Regions from separate parts of the Drosophila melanogaster genome. Here all the other regions are linked to region 1. Evidence: chromatin contacts called from public targeted proximity ligation data. All regions are on one chromosome and are shown on one strand. The core of a region is the stretch at or near the end of the contact, and the rest is flanking DNA. Distances in the headings are between cores, read along the strand shown.

Region 1 (3,849 bases), core at 879-3,378:
ATAAAATGAGAACAAATTTAAAAATTGTTCCAATAAAATTAAGAAAAAGGTCGAAAAATGGTTCAAAAATTTGGGCGTGGCAGTTTTGCGCGGTTTGTGGGCGTGGCAACATGGATCAACAAACTAGCTCTGCGTCTTCGTCTCTAGAATCTCTCTAGAGGAATTTATTCCCAAAGCTAAGGTCTTGCATTGATTCTGATCCTTTCAGATATTGCTTAGCAATATTTGATTCAAGTTGAGCCCCATTTAAACGAGCAAAGTGAGAATAGAAATATTAAGAAAACTAAAAGCATGACCTCGTGTAACGTGGGATCCAGCACATTTACCACGGATGGGATTCTGAAGACAATAATTCGTTGAGTGCCTAAAAATGTGACATTTCAGACTGTAAAACTCTTTTCTGCGGCGCGCACGCTCCATAGTGACTCGATGTCTGCCTAGTTGAGTTATTTTCAGTACTTTGTCGACATTCGATCCTTGTTTTAGGTTTACGAAAAACAAGTATTGCCTTGTCTGTAGTTGATTGTCGCTTCGTTGTCTTCTTCAGAGCAGAGATCGGTTCGTTTTGGCAATCCGCTTTTCTCGGGCAATATATTTAATGATAATAATAATAAATAATAATTTAATGAATATAAAAATGAAACCCGGAATCACAATTCAGTATAGGTTGTCATCCTTAAGTTGATGATGCCAAAACTGACAATTTACCATTGATAAATGGATGGATAAAAAGCATTAGAAATGGCTGTGTATATCCAAATTTAGAGGTGCGAATACTATAGTAATTCTCACAAGCGCACGAATTCAGAGCCTGTTTGAAAGCGTGGAGATGGTTAATATCCGGGACACGTTTTGCTATAGGAGGGCATATTTAAACATGAAGATTGTATCTGTCACAGACAAGATGAGCAATCTAGATTAAAGAAGCCAGAAGAGGATTTCAGCTAGTTGGCGTTACATTTTTGAAACTACCAGCAAAAATCAATCCACAAAAAGCAGAACTAGTTTGAAACCTTCTCTTAGTCTTAGCTGTGAAGCATGACATGGTTTTGTGGTGTGTTGTTTAATGTAAATGCGGGAAACGAAACAACAGTCCCTTTCCCCTGATAACTTTATTGGTTTTAGCGGTACAGCATAACAAATGTAAGTAATAAGAATTTTTGATATACACAAATTTTTTTTAATGTGCACTGTTATTTTGATTTTGATTACATCTTTGTTCGTTAAGTATTTGTGTAATCTCCTCAGCCAATTGGGTAAATAGATAAGAGTACTTGCTGTCCGGATATTTTATTACAACAGGCACTCCACTCTCGTTGCTATCCGCTATTCGTGAGTCTAACGGAAGAGAAATTAGCTTGCGCGGTAGAGAACTTATACGGCTGTCTTTAAAAAACTCCAATCGTTGATTACAGTTCTGACAAATGGTGTACTTCATGTTCTCTACTACGCCAAAGATAGGAACATTTAACTTTTCGTACATGCTTGCACCTTTCAAGGTCACCTGAACAGCTGCAGTATGAGGTGTTGTTACCAGGATAACCCCTGTGATAGGTGCATGCTGGGATAGTGAGAGATGTACATCTCCAGTGCCCGGTGGAGTATCTATAACTAGGACATCTAGAAGCCCCCAATCAGTACCTTTTAGCAGTCGTTGTATTGCTGACATTACAAGAGGACCTCGCCAGATAACAGAGGTCTCTACAGGTGTCAGCATGCCCATAGACAAGCACTTTACATTGTAGTTTTGCGGCGGGATCATCAAATTCTTATCGTTCACAACCGGCTCACCATGGACATTCATGAGAAGTGGAATAGTAGGCCCGAAGATATCCCCGTCCAGCAATCCTACTCGCTTTCCTAGTTTTGCCAAGCTGCAGGCAAAATTAACTGTGAAAAGGACTCCAATAACCCATGAATCGAAATATGTGAGTACACACCTGCCACGGTGCTTTTTCCAACACCACCCTTTCCAGAGGCAACGACTATAATATCTTGTACTCCAATAATCGGTTGCTTTTTAGGCAATCCCCGCGCCATTAACTTCACCTGGGACCCAGTTAATTTTGTTGCGTAGGAGCGCCATATCGTGTTGATCAATAGACGCTCCATTGTTACAAAACGATAAATTTATTTTCCATCCTAAAAATAAAACTCATAGTGAAAACAGCGACGACAGCTTTATAGCCGATTCTCACACATTTCCATCATTCCTATTTTGCGAAGTCATTTTTCGATAATTCTCGATAGCTCAATTAATATTCCTAGGTATTTAGCATTTTTCTTTGGCGACTGAAGCGACCGATTGAGCAGATTAAAAAACTGGGAAAGCGAGTATTTTTACTGGACGGTATATATTTATTAATACTATTATAACCCATCTAATGAATGTCTATAGCGAGCAGTTTGTTTACGATAGGAATACCACGTTAGACCACGTTTACCACGTAATTCAAATAAACCAGTCAAAACTCAACAGTGGAACAACAGTAGTAACAGCAGTACAAGAATACTCGTAAAACGGTTTACTCTGTGAAAAGTCTCTGCCTGCCGCTGACATTTAAACTGTCACATTTTTCGGCGAACCTCGCCAAGCTTGGATGAAGAACATGTTGAGGCAAGTGGTGGAGAAGTGGTGTGGCAATTTATAAACACGCTAAAGTTAATTTTTCAAGTAATATTTCAGTTTTTTTTAGGGTCTATTTAGGGTATATCGAACGGCGGCCCGTACCGAACCGATTGAGTTAAAGTGTATCATAGCAATACCGGTGCGATCAACACTTAATTGTTAACTGAATGCAGAAGCCAAATGAGCAAGTTTCACAGAATAAAAATTAAAACCAGGTTAGCGCCCCCTGAGCAAAAATATTTGACGTGAGATATTTGGAAAACGGCTTGAGCGAGAGCTTTGGAAATTTTTTTCCCTTAAAAGTTTAACAATTCTATAAATAAAAAGTTTATATAGAATGCAGTTTGTTGTTTATAGATTTTTATTTCAATAAAAAAGAAAAACAATCCATAAATGGGTAAGTCAAAATTGCGTCATCAGTGTATAAGAGTTTGGCTGCATAACCAAACATCCTCCCCCCGTTGGTGGACTCTAGCTGACAACATCATCCTGTTTGGGTAGAACGCAAAGTTTAGCGACGGCTCTATTGAACAGCAACTCGTGCGACGCCATTGAGTCCAGGGATCAGATTTATTACTCGAGCTAGTGGCCATTTGAGGGGTGGCAGGTTTTCGTCTTTTACTAAAAGGACATTATCGATTTGAACGTCTGTCTTCTGTGCTCGCCATTTGGAACGTTGCTGAAGAAGCGTTAGATATTAACTGGTAGTAAGTGATTCGCTGCCAGCGATCCAATCGGTTGAGATTTAATTTTGTGAAATCAGGCTCAGCAAACAAGGCGAGGGGGGCAGTGCCTAAGAAGTGCACTGGCGTTAGTACTTCAAGGTCGTCAGGATGTTTTAAAAGAGGAACTAAGGGTCTTGAATAAATTGTTGCCATTGCGGCAACTATGGGTTAAAAGCCGCAAATTTTGGTATAAATGTAATTTTTTTTGTGACTGATATTTTAATGCTGCTTTCATTTTTGGATTCCTAATTTGCCCTTTTTTACGAAACATTTTATGTTGTAGGTGTGTATGAGTTTAGTCATGAAGTGCAGCTGAGTGTTTGGAGCAACAACGATGCAGACGCTGTTAACAGTTATATTTAGAAGAGAACTTTGTGCCTAAAGAGCAAAATATTACAATTTTAAGGAAAGTGAACCAATTTAGTTCTTATGTGAACAAGCACTTAAGGAAATTCAAACGAAATCATTAATTGTGGCTTCCGTCTAAAATTGTTG
Region 2 (3,849 bases), core at 476-2,975, 830 kb before region 1:
CTCGAGTCAAAGGTCCAGCGCAATACCGTTAGTTCACGGTCTCTCCACTTTGTCGGGGTCCAAGGTCCATTATTTTCCGTTCGACCTGGCCGCCTGACAACTCTCACATTCCAGCCGTCTTCGCTGTTGCTAAGCAGCTTTCCTAAGTTGTATTTTTTGAGAGTTTTAAGACTCCTCACAGTATTCAGCTCGCGACGTATGAAATCCGCATGTCGTGCCCTAAAATTTAGCAACAAGTTGTATATTTATATTTATTATATAAATATTCATTTTTAACTATGTATGTATGTTTGTATAGTTTTTATGAAATACATTTTTTAAAATGTATATATATTTTTTAAATTTATTTTTTAAATTACAAAAGTTTTATCCACAATTTTAGATAAAATTCATTTGATTTATTAGTTGAAATAATAAACATAATTTTAATTCTGTTATGTTGCTCACAGTCTCATGTTGAAGTATGTCTCCAGTACCATTTTACAAATATTAATTATAAACAATAAAATATATTTATGTGAACGGTTGATAATAATTTAAATAACATTAAGAATAAAAACAATAATGGTCAAGGCATTAATTTTTAAATCATTTTTAAATATGTAACTTCGCTTCTTAGATCAATATTAATTTCGGTTCGAAAATCGTCTTCTACGCTCTCAATTTCACGCGAGGCGGAGTAAGAGCAATTTTGGCCGTCACAAACCTCTTGATATTCGAATGTCTTTGCTTAGACATCGGTAGTCCCCGTGCCGCATGTAATTGGCAATTCTGTATGATCTTGATCAACACTAATCTACAAATCTCTTTAAATGACACAATGAAAATGCTAAGATATGCAAAACTTACGAAAAGCACATTCCCCGCAGGAATCTTCCTTTACTTTCTCAGTCGATTTATTATGTCTTGGCAATCGAGTAACTACAGTTCAATCCACTATACATTAACTGTTGCACAATTTATCGCTACAAAAACCATTACAAAATCAAATGGTTCGGCTAAACAGACGACGCTCTTACTGGCTCTCTCAAGCATTATTTATCATAAAATTTTGAATTGTGAAAAATTGATGCTTGTTTTGCTTTTATTAGTTTTAAGAAGTTTAACTTGTGTTAACTATGGGAAATCTTTATACAAAGTTATTCGATTTAAGCCCCGCCCACACTCTCATGAATAGAAGTAGTAACATTTTCCTTGTTTCGTAGCGTTTAAAGGGGTTTGTTTCCTATATATTCGATGATAGTAGTATCTTATCGTGCATAGGTAATTAAATACCTTCTTTCAAGGTATTTATTTTGAAAGCAACGAAAACATTATGAAGTACGACTTGTTTTTAACAACTGTAAGCTCTTCTTAATTTTTTTCTTCAATATCGATAATATTTAGCGTGTAAGTCGTAAGCTCTACTAACTATGACTATGCCATAGATGCAAGGCAATCGTTGTGCAATAGTTTTTATTTTAGTAAAACAGTGAAATTAAAAACAGTTCGATGACCCATGTAGTTGACTTAAGTTTCAACATAAAATAGACGCATGCGTTTTTTTGTGTTAGAAAAATTTTAAAATAAATTTAAATAAATAAATAGATTTGTAAACTTTTTTCTATTGTAGCTTATCTGTTCTTGCCCGATAGGGCATCCTTTCTTGCAGTGATATGGCTCTGTGTGAATCGGACATTAAGTCGAACAGTTGATAGTCATTAAATCTATCGGGCCTTGAAAATAAATAAAAACATTGTTGAAGCTCGTTGTCATCAATATCTTAAGGTGGTGCTAGTATTGATATATTTGTTAATGGATTTGTATGACGGCATTGATACGAGGGCTCGATCTAGCCAGATTGATGGATGGTCTTCGGGAATAAAAATGTTACAGACCCAGCTGGCAGTAAAAATGGCTGTCAAAAAACCAGTGAGTATACAATCTGCCGATATAGATCATACAATTATTAATACACCCTATGTAGCTTATGACGCCAGTGGTTAATCTAAGGTCCAAACGCCTTGCAGATCCAGAAGTTACATGTTTTGCTCCAATTACTACAGTTGTATCCAAACCATTAATAAGTGGTAAAGCCCTTCCATCCATACTGGAAAGGATAAACAGGGGGGACTGGGACGTTGCCGATGAATACGATCCTCAAAGGCCAAATGAATATGAAAAACTTAAAGAGAAAAGTAATGGCAGTGACAAAAATCGAGCAGGCGTAAGTGATCGAGAAGACCGAGATGACAAAGAAAAAGATCGTAAACGTGGACGCGTCGGTCGTCGAGAATTTTATAGAGACGAAGTCTCAGCCCCTAACCTGAAGCTCAGCGGGTTTGGCCACCGGCAAAACGATGATGACATGTACTTGCCATCTCCGGGCCTTGTAGCTAAACAGGGAGGTGCCACAATCGCTCCCCCTCCTTCCCTCCAAGAAATGTCCATTGATAGTGGTTGTGAAGCCACTAATACTATGCCATATTCTGCCAGCTCGGTGGCCGCCAAAATTATGGCAAAATATGGGTTTAAGGATGGTCAAGGTCTCGGAAAATCGGAGCAGGGCATGGCCATAGCTCTTCAAGTAGAGAAAACCTCCAAACGTGGTGGACGGATCATACACGAAAAAGACGTTTTTCTGCCACCCCTAGCATTGTCGCCACCTTCTATTGGCTCCCAAATAGGAACAAGTCCCAGCCACAAGGCCATGCCTCCTCCCCAGATGGTAGACACGGCGGCTGAGAGTGGTGACATCGGATACAGCATTACGGAGATTATGAAATCACCAAGCAAGGTTGTTCTTCTACGCAACATGGTAGGACCCGGGGACGTTGACGAAGAATTGGAACCCGAGGTAAAAGACGAATGCAACACCAAGTACGGGGAAGTGAACAGTGTAATCATTCACGAATCGTTCGGAACTGTGCCAGAAGATGCAGTTAAAATATTCGTAGAGTTTAGGCGGATCGAAAGTGCAATTAAAGGTTTTTATACATATGTGAATACTTTGTTTGGTAAATAGTTAGCTTTTATTTTTCTTTGCAGCTGTAGTGGACCTTAATGGACGTTTTTTTGGAGGACGTCAAGTGCGAGCGGGGTTTTACAACTATGATAAGTTTAAATGTTTCCAATTACATTAGAACTAATACAACTAAGATTGCATTTATTTTTTTCTAAGTTATTGATAGCCTAAAAAATGTTTACCGCACAGAACTAGTCTTGTAAATTTCTATTAAAAACTACTTTCTATCAAACAAAAACATTTTGACCATATTTATGTATATTTTTATTGTTGGGGTCGCTTACACAGTTTAGGTAACAAAGTGGAATACCCCTGGCTTTAGACCTTATGCTATGTTGGTTGGACCAAAGACACTAGAATAACAAGATGCGTAACGCCATACGATTTTTTTGAAAACGATTTTTTCGGAGCTGTTTTTTTACAGCAAACAGCTCATACAGTGACAGCCGGCAACTGTATGTGTGCACACGTATGCTCATGCATTGTTAATTTGACAAAAAATGCCCTTCACTTTACAAGTTTCTAGACTTTAAATATTTATTATTTTTTATCAATTGTCTCCATTTACAAAATTCCTGTTTTGCATAGCCTTAACGTTGTTATTATTTAGCTTAGAAATAGTAATAGCCGAATCAATGCACAGTGCCGCTCAACTGAATAGGTTGACTATTTTTAAATCCGAAACAAATTTGTATGTATGAATAGCTCAGTTATTAATAGCTGTTAAATAGCAAAGTTTCTGATCTCTTAAATTTGTTTTTATATCATTTTTTTTTTCAAAAACAACAAAAAATCTTCAATTTTTTGGCTTAACTGAATAGGTTTTACGCTTTTGACTTTACTTT
Region 3 (3,849 bases), core at 999-3,498, 580 kb after region 1:
CACTACGGCAAGGCTGCCGCTCGGTTGGCCGGCGATTGATAACGCTGGCGCACGCCTTGTCTAATGCGCTCAGGAATAGAGAATCGTTTTCGAAGACGTCTGCGATCAGCTCTTGGTACTTGTGATGTACCTTCAACATATTCTCTACGAACGCAATATGGATGTTTTCGCCCTTCAGCGCAGATACGGTCTGCAGACCTTCACTTTTGATGTGATCGAGGAAGGTGGTTATGAGCTCAGACTTGAGATTATCGGGTATGGGCTTTAGTACGACGTACATGTTGCGTAAGTCTTGGCGCCGCTCCTCTGAAACCATTTCGCGGCACTCCGAGTAGATGAAGCCCAAACGATCGTTAATAAACTTCTCCTCGCACTCTTTACGTAGTTTTGGCAGGGAACTGACGTGTAAAAACTTTTGGGCTCTCCGGCTTTCATATTCCAGTATCCGGATAACCTCCTGCATGTACTCCGACACTGAGCACCGATGGAGCAACTTGTTAGCCTCGTCTGTGTAGTAGGCGCCACTGGCCTCCAGCATGGGGCCTTCAAAGAGTTCCTGGTAGAGCTTAAGCGAGCCTGTTTTCTTATAGTCCTGTACCTCCACGAAGCTGTGTATCACTCCGTTGATAATTTGCACGCGATGGTGATCCAAGGTGCCATTGCTAGCTCTGTCTGCGGCAATGCCCTCGAGTATGTGACGGACCAGTTCGCTGGACAAGTACTCAATCATATACAGGCGCCAAATGTCTAGACCTAGCTCGCCAATCTCCATCTGCTCCGCAGCATCGCTTGACAGATTACCGTAGAACGATTCCGTATCGGTAATCTTTTGTTTCTTGATGTGTTGTTGATTCAGGTAGCTAAAGGAAATTAATTCCAACGATCATTGAGTTATTACAGACTTCGATGCATTCTTACATGTACAATTGGTGCAGATACTTGATACCCTGGCTATATTCCATCCAGGTGATGTAGTAACGCTGGAGAAGGTCTGGGCCACCATTGGAATGGGAGCATTCTCCCTCGATCAGCACCTTTTTGGCCAGCATCTCCTGGACGTGCTGCTCAAGAAAGTGTTTTGTTTCGCCATAAAGACGATCAGCCATCGGTTCCGGCTGCGCCACGCACAGTGTGTAAACGTCGCTATATGTTAAAGGAATGTGATTGGAAAGACAGATGTATTAGTGCTCGTTATTTTAGAAATTTTATTTTGGCAACTCACGCTTCACACATATATACGAACAGTTGCGGTCAGAATAAAAGCAGCCTGCGTTACACTGTTTTGATTATTAATTTTAAAAAGATACGTCATCGATCTATTTAATATTTACTTGAACTTAGTTTAACCTTTAAGCGGTCAAAATATTTAAATTCAAGCTAGAAAACAGGCATTTATTATTAAAACTATGATTGCATTTATCAAGATTCTACGACATTTACCAAATCATTTTCGCCTCGCTAGCAGCTATATTTGTGAATTTTGCTGTTGAATAAAATATATAGTTGAACCGCTAGGTACTAGTACATTCATAGTTTACCAACTCAAATGCAAAATAATGTGATTGAAACCATTACTTATGTTGGATTAATTTAAAAGTTAGTTAGTGTTATTTGTGTTTCTTCTGAGTTGGGTAACTTTGTAGTCTCTAGTGACCTATCACAATATCTCTCTCCAGGCTGTTTAATACTCCGACCGTTGCCAAGACGTACCTGAAGCTAGTATTCCACACCGAGCGCTCCACTTTGGTGAGCGTTATCACCGACTCGGCGATGCAGCGCAGGCGCGGCCAAACATCGACAAACTCCACTATTTTGGGCTTGAGCGACATGTCAAATGGGTCTTAGTCCTAATCCGTGGTCCGTCTGGATATGGATTTGGAAGGGTTTTCTGATGGGACAGGGTGCACGCTAATTAGAACGCCGACTGATTCTGCCTTCGCAAATATAACAATGGGCGACCGAGCGACCCTCATGCGTTGGCAGAGACCACTTCTGCTTTGCTTTTTGGCATAATCGCTTACTTTTTGCGTGGGGGCCACCAGGCAAATGGCCTTGTCCTCGAGCAATTGCACAGCAGGCCAATTACCGCTTGATGGATCGTGGAGGGGCGCGCTTGCGACCTACTCACCTGCTGCTTAGCTACGCTATTTACTAAATAATTACGCCGAGAATTTAGTTATTTTTGCACTTTTTTTTTGGTATCGTGAAATGGTTTGTCAGACGAAGACGATATCGATATAATCTATCGATATTTGAACTCGACAAAAAATTCGATGTAAAAAGAATGTCGTGTCTCCACTACCGAAACGTTTGCTTTTGTTTTGATCTTAATTTATTGTCAACGCCGATCCACTGAACAAATTTTTTACCTTCCTGCCTAAAAACTGGCCAAAGCCATTTTCTTAAAAAACTGTAAGTGCACAAACCTAAATTGATTTCATATGTGAACTGTAATAATGTTAGGATTTTTTATGATTTTCGTTTTTTTCGATTGCTTATACGTATTGCTATTGCTCTCGAGTGCCAACCTTTTTGTTCAAAAGAATATACATTTTCAAAAGATTTCAAAAGTGAGTTAAGGGTTATGCCTTAAAGGTAAGTGTATGATCTAGAAGAATGATCCATTTTGTACAGACCGAGTTTTAAAGGTCTAAACTGTTAAGTGCCTAGATGTGGCTTTCGAAAAGGCAAACAGAGATACATACAAAAAAATACAAATACAAAGAGATAGATACAAAATAAATACATGTTTAATTACTAAGAAAATATATAAAGGCTAAGATAAACAAACGAAAAAACCATTAAGCTTAAAGAAACAAAAATTTACAAAATGTATAGCTCAAAAAATCAGAAAGTCTCATATTTGTCAATGGCTAAGATCGTTGAGCGCCAAATTTTTTTAGTTGTCTGTTGGTTGTCAGTCGATTGGAACTTTTTTATCCACCAAACCGGAAATTTACTCCAAAGAATAAATTGGAGCCACATCCACCGTAGCCGCCGGTGATCAATACTTGCAACCTTCCATATGCGCCAAAAATTGGCACATCGCCTACCACTATTTCCAGCCTTTGTAGCTTCCAAAGGCCATCCACACATTTCACTTTGACCTATCCAATGTAGCAGTCGTCGATCCAAGTGTGATACCATATACTGATGGAGAAATGGATTGAGATGTAAATGATGTAAAAAATAATTAATATATATACCGAGAATTATTTAAAGAATTCGGACTCCGATTTACCAAAAGGTGTGATGTTCTAAGCATTTCAAAACATTTAAATTTTTTGTCTTTGTGTTCGCTTTAACATTGCTTACATTTTCAGTGTTGTGAGACGTCGGTGGTTATCGACTTTAGTGTTTAGAGCTGTGGCATGGGGGGTACTCCAGCCTGAGGAAAGCCTGAGCCATCAGCACGGCAGACGTTTTGTATTTATTTCTTAATCGTTATTTGGAGGTGAATTCCAAAAAATTAAATAAACTTCAAATTGCACGGTATCTTAAAAATGTTGTAATTTCATTATTTGTGTAAAAAGTTTGATTACAATTTAATCCACAGTTTTCGTGGAGATATAATTTTTCTGTGACTACACGCTTTTTACATGCATTGTTTTCGAAACTGGGATAGACAACAGCCAACATATGTAGATACATGTAAATTAAAATTTAAAATTTATTTATCTTATCTTATCCTTAATTTGAAAATGTTCACAATCTCGTCCGGACTTAGACTGATTTTCTAAATCTAAATCCTAATCCACTCAACCTAGAAATTTTTTAGAATTTTCTGGAACTTCAAATATGTTTAGGATAAAAGCTTTATACTGAAATTATTTCACAGCATTGTGAAAT

Evidence for each region.
Region 2: a targeted proximity ligation map of the Kc167 cell line shows a contact between it and region 1, with 2.1 times the contacts expected there. A contact is called at or near these places in 2 of 107 Hi-C or Micro-C datasets (the S2 cell line and embryo) and 1 of 7 datasets of targeted methods (the Kc167 cell line).
Region 3: a targeted proximity ligation map of the Kc167 cell line shows a contact between it and region 1, with 4 times the contacts expected there. A contact is called at or near these places in 15 of 107 Hi-C or Micro-C datasets (the Kc167 cell line, the S2 cell line, cellular blastoderm embryo and 6 more) and 2 of 7 datasets of targeted methods (both in the Kc167 cell line).

What each region holds. Positions count from the first base shown.
Region 1 is chr2L:22,238,195-22,242,043 of dm6, reverse strand. It overlaps Nubpl (NUBP iron-sulfur cluster assembly factor, mitochondrial), which reads right to left and starts at 2,128. Exons shown (of 2, transcript NM_001273759.1): 1 at 1,941-2,128; 2 at 1-1,890. The coding sequence starts at 2,112. The coding sequence ends at 1,181. lncRNA:CR43765 (long non-coding RNA:CR43765) reads left to right here and starts at 2,331. Exons shown (of 3, transcript NR_073822.1): 1 at 2,331-2,350; 2 at 2,420-2,617; 3 at 2,687-2,861.
Region 2 is chr2L:23,066,262-23,070,110 of dm6, reverse strand. It overlaps Spf45 (Spf45,), which reads left to right and starts at 1,725. Exons shown (of 3, transcript NM_001042961.3): 1 at 1,725-1,911; 2 at 1,967-2,966; 3 at 3,028-3,237. The coding sequence starts at 1,795. The coding sequence ends at 3,122. It overlaps lncRNA:CR43242 (long non-coding RNA:CR43242), which reads right to left and starts at 1,106. Exons shown (of 2, transcript NR_048041.1): 1 at 850-1,106; 2 at 1-219.
Region 3 is chr2L:21,657,134-21,660,982 of dm6, reverse strand. It overlaps Cul2 (Cullin 2), which reads right to left and starts at 2,248. Exons shown (of 9, transcript NM_165390.2): 1 at 2,022-2,248; 2 at 1,711-1,888; 3 at 919-1,143; 4 at 1-860. The coding sequence starts at 1,829. It overlaps lncRNA:CR43144 (long non-coding RNA:CR43144), which reads right to left and starts at 3,358. Exons shown (of 2, transcript NR_124416.1): 1 at 3,316-3,358; 2 at 2,734-3,150.